Linked DNA regions of Mus musculus: region 1 is linked to region 2. A link is a contact called in public Hi-C data. All regions are on one chromosome and are shown on one strand. The core of a region is the stretch at or near the end of the contact, and the rest is flanking DNA. Distances in the headings are between cores, read along the strand shown. Region 1 holds the start of Fam47e (family with sequence similarity 47, member E). Region 2 has its middle 20 kb from the start of Scarb2.

Region 1 (2,988 bases), core at 327-2,826, 46 kb after region 2:
TTATTTTGAGACAGGGCCTCCCTATGTAGCCCCCACTTTCTTGTTTTGTTTGTTTTAAACCCTGAAGTACTTCAGTTTCTGATGTCTTTATGGACATTCCCACCCAAGTGACTTTGGCCCCCTACAAACAGGCCTGTATTTAACCTCTCAGACTTCACAGGTGGAAACCACACTTTTCAGATGTGTTCATTACCTTAGCAAGCAAATAGTAATCAGCTGGTTCTAGAACAACAGCAATCTGCCAACAAATGGCAACGACTTTGTGAAATCTAAAGTACTCTGTACCACAGGGCTGTTTCAGGAAGCCACTGTGTCTTGTTTGGATCATCACAATAGCTTATTAACTATGGTGTGGTGCTTTGAATGAGAATGGGCCCCATAGGCTCGCAGATTTGAATGTTTAGTTACTAGGGCTTGGGAAGGACTAGGAGGTGTTGGAGGAGGTGTGTTATTGGGAATGGGCTTTGTCTTTTAAAAAGTCCACACCAGGGCAGTCTTAGCTCTCTCTTTGCCTGCTGCCAGTGGATCAGGGCGTAAAGCTGGAGAAACCGTGCAGTCTCTAAAGCTCCAGTGCCGCCATGCCAGCCTCCTCCCTACCGTAAGGATAAGGGACAAGCTCCCTGAGACTGTAAGCAAGCCTCCATTGAAGCTTACTTTTGTAAGAGTTGTCTTGGTCATGGTGTTTCTTCATAGCAGACAACTGGTTTCATGGCCTACCCCTCCATATTCCCATTCTCTCTCTCTCTCTCTTATAAGTTTAAGAAGAAGAGAATGGGCTTGGGGGAATCACACACACACACCCCCATACAGTAGGGGAGAGGAAGAGCAAGAGGGAAAAAGAGGGAGGGAGAGAGGGAGAGGGAGAGGGAGAGAGAGAGAGAGATTGGGATGGCTATGCATACCAAGGCACACATATATCCATCAGAGGACAACCCAGGTGTGGGTCCTCACCTTCTACCCTGTTTCTGGCAGGATCTGTTGGTTGTTTGCAGCTGGCTTGTGAGTTTCCAGGGAGTCTTCTGTCTCTGCCTCTTTCCTCCATGTAAGAGCAGTAGTATTACAGGCTTGTACTGCCAGCCTGGCCTTGCATGGGTTCTGGGGATTTGAACTTGGGACCTGACACTGGTGCAGTAAGTGTTTTACCCATGGAGCCATTTCCCCCAGCCCATTCTCCTCTTCTTAAACTTAAAAATAATTACATTTTAATTTATTTTTAGTGTGTATAGGTTATGTGTGTGCCATAGTGTACACTTGGAGGTCAAAGGACAAGTTGTAGAAGTTGGTTCTCTCCTTCTCCCACTGGGGTCCTGGGGATTAAAGCTTGGCCAAAGATGTTTTTTAGCTGCTGAGCTAATTCAGTAGTCCAGCATTCTCCTCTCTAAAGCCTGCGTGTCACTCAGAGCACAAACTGATTCTCTCACACACCTGCCTGTCATTCCTGTGCTCACCCTCCTGCAGGTGCTCCCTGATGCAGACTAAAGTCCACACCGATCTGCTCATGCTGTGCACTCTGCCCCAAGGCCTTTGACCTTGCAGTCTAGTTTGATATTTAAGCTGTTCGATGCTCTTCTCTTCTGGGCCTGGGCTCAGTGTCACTTCAGCAGAGAGACTCTCTCTGTAGAAATTGGATGCTGTCCTGCATCCAGCCGCTTCCCACCTTACATTTTCTTTGCATCATCCGTGAGCACCTGGCATGTGATTGTCTGCCTCGATGTCTCTCTCCATCCTGCATAGCCGAAGCCACGCAAAGGTAGGGATTCCGGTTATCTACACAGTTGGATCGGCAAAGCTTAATCTCCAGCACATGTTTGGTGCTTGAAAGCTATCTCTTAAATGAATGGAAGACGAGTTCATATTTGGATATCTGAAAAAAGGGTAGGTTCAGGGGCCATCCTGGTAGAATACCTCCCTCAAGAAGAAAGGCGTAGGCTGAGGCTATAGCTCAGTTGTTAATAGCGCTTGCCTAGTGCATAAAACGTGTTGGGCTTAATCTCTGGGACCAGATAAGCAGGATTGGTGGAACATGCTTGCAGTCTAAATGCTTATGAGGTACAGGTGGGAGGATCCAAAGCTTAGCGTTATCAGCAGTTTTCAACCTGTAGGTCACGACTCCTTTGTGAGTTGAATGACACTTTCACGCCTCTATTTCTTTTAATGTAAATGTGCTGGATAATGGCAGTATTAGTAATAATGTCCTCAGCCAGAACTCCCATCCCAAGGAATGAAGATGGGCTGAAACCATCACCATCCCCAGCTCCTCAGCCTGGTACTACTGTTCCTAAAGAGTCTGGCATCTCTACGCCTCCATAAGAGACACTGTATCCCGCTAGGGCAGTAGTTCTTAACCTGTGGTCTCAACCCCCGTGGGGGTCACGTATCAGATATCCTGCATATTGGATATTTACATTATGATTCATAACAGTAGCAAAATTATAGTTATGAAGTAACAACAAAAATAATTTTATGGTTGGGAGTCACCACAGCATGAGGGACTGTGTTAAAGGGTCACAGCATAGGGAGAGTTGAGAATTTCTGTGCTACCACATAGGAGGTTCAAAGCCAGTTTGAGCTATGTAAGAGCTTAACTTTTACAAAGAACATTTATATGTGGCAGCCAGAAAGACACTGTAGTCAAATGGAGCTTATGTAACAACTTCCTGTGTATTGGAGGCAGGATGAATGGAGAGGGGCCACTGTGTTTAAAGCTCAGAAAGCAAAGGACTGGGGGCCTAGTTTTGAAAGGACCTGAAGGGGGATCCACCATGAAGACCCTTGGGGCCATGCTAAAAGTGGAGCCTCTTTTTTTTGGGGGGGGGTTGTGGGTTTGGTTTTTTTGTTTGTTTGTTTGTTTTTTCAAGACATGGTTTCTCTGTGTAGCCCTGGCTGTCCTAGAAGTCACTTTGTAGACCAGGCTGTCCTCGAACCCAGAAATCTTCCTGCCTCTGCCTCCCAAGTGCTGGGATTAAAGGCGTGCACCACTACACCCAG
Region 2 (2,700 bases), core at 171-2,670:
GAGAAAAAAAATGAGAAGAACCCAGCTGTGGTGACACATGCCTGTAACCCCAGCGCTTGAGAGCCTGAGGTAGGAGAACGTCAAATTCAAGGCCAGCCTGAGCCACATATTGTGGCCTCTGCTTTTTTGTTTTTGTTTTTTGTTTATAGGATTTACTTGTTTATTTCATGTATATGAGTACACTGTAGCTGTCTTCAGACACACCAGAAGAGGGCATTAGAACCAATTACAGATGGTTGTGAACCACCATGTGGTTGCTAGGAATTGAACTCAGGACCTCTGGAAGGGCAGTCAGTGCTCTGAACCTCTGAGCCATCTCTCCAACCTGGTCCCATTTTGAAAACTTTGTGTTTATGGGTGTTTTGCCTGCATTGTGTCCTGATTCCTGTGGACGGCATCCGATCCTTTAGAACTAGAGTCCTAGATAAGCTGTCACATTGGTGCTAGGAATTGAACCCAGATCTTCTGGAAGAGCAGCCAGTGCTCTTAACCATTGAGCTATTTCTCTAGCCCCTTTGTCCCCATAAAGAAACAAACAAAAAAATATGAGTTGGGAATGTAGTTCAATGGTAGAACACTCTACTAATGCTCTGCCTGTGTTTAATGCCTCGGGGCAGGGGGAGGGGCAATAAAAGCCTAACAGCAGATATCCATATAGTAAGATCTCCCTATGTTGTGCTGCATTTAACCCTTCCATGACCCTATGAAGATGATGTTCCATTCCTATTCTCAAAATGAGAAAACAGATATAGATAAGTGGTTAAAGCAACCCAGCATCTTATGGCCAGTCGGGAGTGAAGCTGAAACTGAAATAAACCTGGCACCTGTGCAGGCTGGGAAGTTATTAACCACAGCTTGGCCTCCAGCTCTCCGAATCTATTGGAAACAAAGGAAAAGTGGTGAGTTTGCTGGAAATACTGTGTGTTTAGAATGCTTCTCAAGGCTGTTAACATTTCTCAGGTTCTGACATAAAGCCGGTTCTCTCCAGATTTTCGTTTTTGTAGGAGCAAAATGAGGTTTGGATTCTTGGTGGAGGTGGCTTTTGAACTCAACAAGGCAATGCCAGCATGTTGCAAAATCTCAGAGCTGTCTGGTTTCCTGGACCTTGCAACATCGGTTGAACGAGCAGCAGGTGAAGGTTTGTATTCATTCTTTAATGAGTCACTTCACTAGGAGAAGTTGTTGAAATGAGAGTCTCTCTGAAGGAGAGACAAGAAGGAAGAAAATGAAGAGAGTCATGGGTCAAAGTGAGTCTTGTGAGACCCAGACGTGGCCAGTGGCTGTTTCAGCAAGAATACGGATGTGGCAGGGGACTGGCAGATAGCCAAGCTGGGGTTAAGAGAGTTGTGGTAGTCAATAGTATGTAGTGATTAGATAGAGACCAAGACAAACAGCCTAAGGAAAGGACGGTTTGGGCTCTGTGGTTTCAGTTTTGGGTCCAAGGCTACTGGTCCGCTGGTTCCCTTCTGGGATGCATGAAGCAGAAACCTAGGGCATACAAGCTTGAGAGAATTGATTTTTAAGCCTCCTGAAAAATGGGAGGGAAAATACAATGTACAAAATAAGATTGTTTCTCAACGTGATAAATTATGCTACCTGGCTAGACTCTTGCTCACCTCTACCTCCACTTATCCTGAAGCCCAGAGGGCCAGGTGGCATACACTTTTAATGCAGAAATTTGGGAGATGGAGACAGAAAGATCAAATTAAGGCCATATTCCCCTACATTGGGAGTTTGAAGTCAGTTTGGGCTACAGAGACCTCATCTCAACAAACAATAGGAGAGTGGCTCTTCTGTAGAAGAGTGGAGGTAAAGGTGAGCAAGAGTTCACTAGGCAGCATAATTTATCACGTTGAGGAACAATCTTATTAATTGATTAAACCTTCTTATCCTTATAAAGGTCAATATGAAAATGCCTGACTGCATCTGTCTGAGCTGCTGTAACAAAACCCTTAAAACTACATCTCATGCCAGGTGTGGTGGTGCACACCTTTAATCCTAGCACTTGGGAGGCAGAGGCAGGCAGATTTCTGAGTTCGAGGCCAGCCTGGTCTACAAAGTGAGTTCCAGGACAGCTAGGGCTATACAGAGAAACCCTATCTCGAAAAACCAAAACAAACAAACAAACAAATAAACAAAACAACTACATCTCTTACAAACAGCAGAAAATCTATTTCTTACAGCGCCCAAGGCTGGGAGTTCTAAGATGAAGGTGGCAGCAGGTTTTTTAACCCAGTGATGGCCCAGTTTCTGGTTCATAGCTGGTGCGTGCTTCTGTGCCTCCATATAGTGGAAGGGGCTAGCTAACTTTCTAAGACATCTATTATAAGGTCACTATTCCTCATGACCTCTGTCATCGTGACCTATCACCATCCAAAGGTTTGATCTCCCAGAACCATCACTTTGGGGGTGAGCAGGGGATTAAGACTTCAGCATGTTAATGGGGCAGGACACACAACCGTCTACACCACAACACTGCATGCTCAGAGAACTTAAGAGCAGTATATTGGTCAATTTTACTGCTGTGATCAATTACATGAGAAAACAACTACAAACTTCTTACTTTCCTGTGAGTTAAGCATCCCAGCAATTTACAGGCTTTGTGTTAGTGAAGACATAGAATTAAAGAACAGAGAACACATCCCATACTCCTATTTTATCTGAAGGCGATCAGCGGTTGTGAACCTTTATAAATCTAAA

The links. A called contact is a pair of places that touch in the nucleus more often than the background predicts.
Region 1: a Hi-C map of liver shows a contact between it and region 2, with 1.5 times the contacts expected there. The contact joins the promoter of Fam47e here to the enhancer-like site in region 2. A contact is called at or near these places in 9 of 484 Hi-C or Micro-C datasets (the G1E-ER4 cell line, brown adipocytes, cumulus cells and 5 more), 1 of 115 datasets of contacts at active chromatin or transcription factors (double positive thymocytes) and 2 of 9 other capture datasets (macrophages and pancreatic islet).

The regions. Positions count from the first base shown.
Region 1 is chr5:92,569,961-92,572,948 of GRCm38.p6, forward strand. It overlaps Fam47e (family with sequence similarity 47, member E), which reads left to right and starts at 1,577. Exons shown (of 7, transcript NM_001033478.2): 1 at 1,577-1,750. The coding sequence starts at 1,629.
Region 2 is chr5:92,523,836-92,526,535 of GRCm38.p6, forward strand. No RefSeq gene overlaps it. Among named protein-coding and RNA genes, the nearest start is that of Scarb2, 20 kb to the left of the region's middle. Within about 2 kb of position 1,421, at least 35 of the 459 cell types and tissues checked have an H3K27ac peak or open chromatin away from gene starts, as enhancers often do. A contact at or near this core is called in liver, where this site is marked.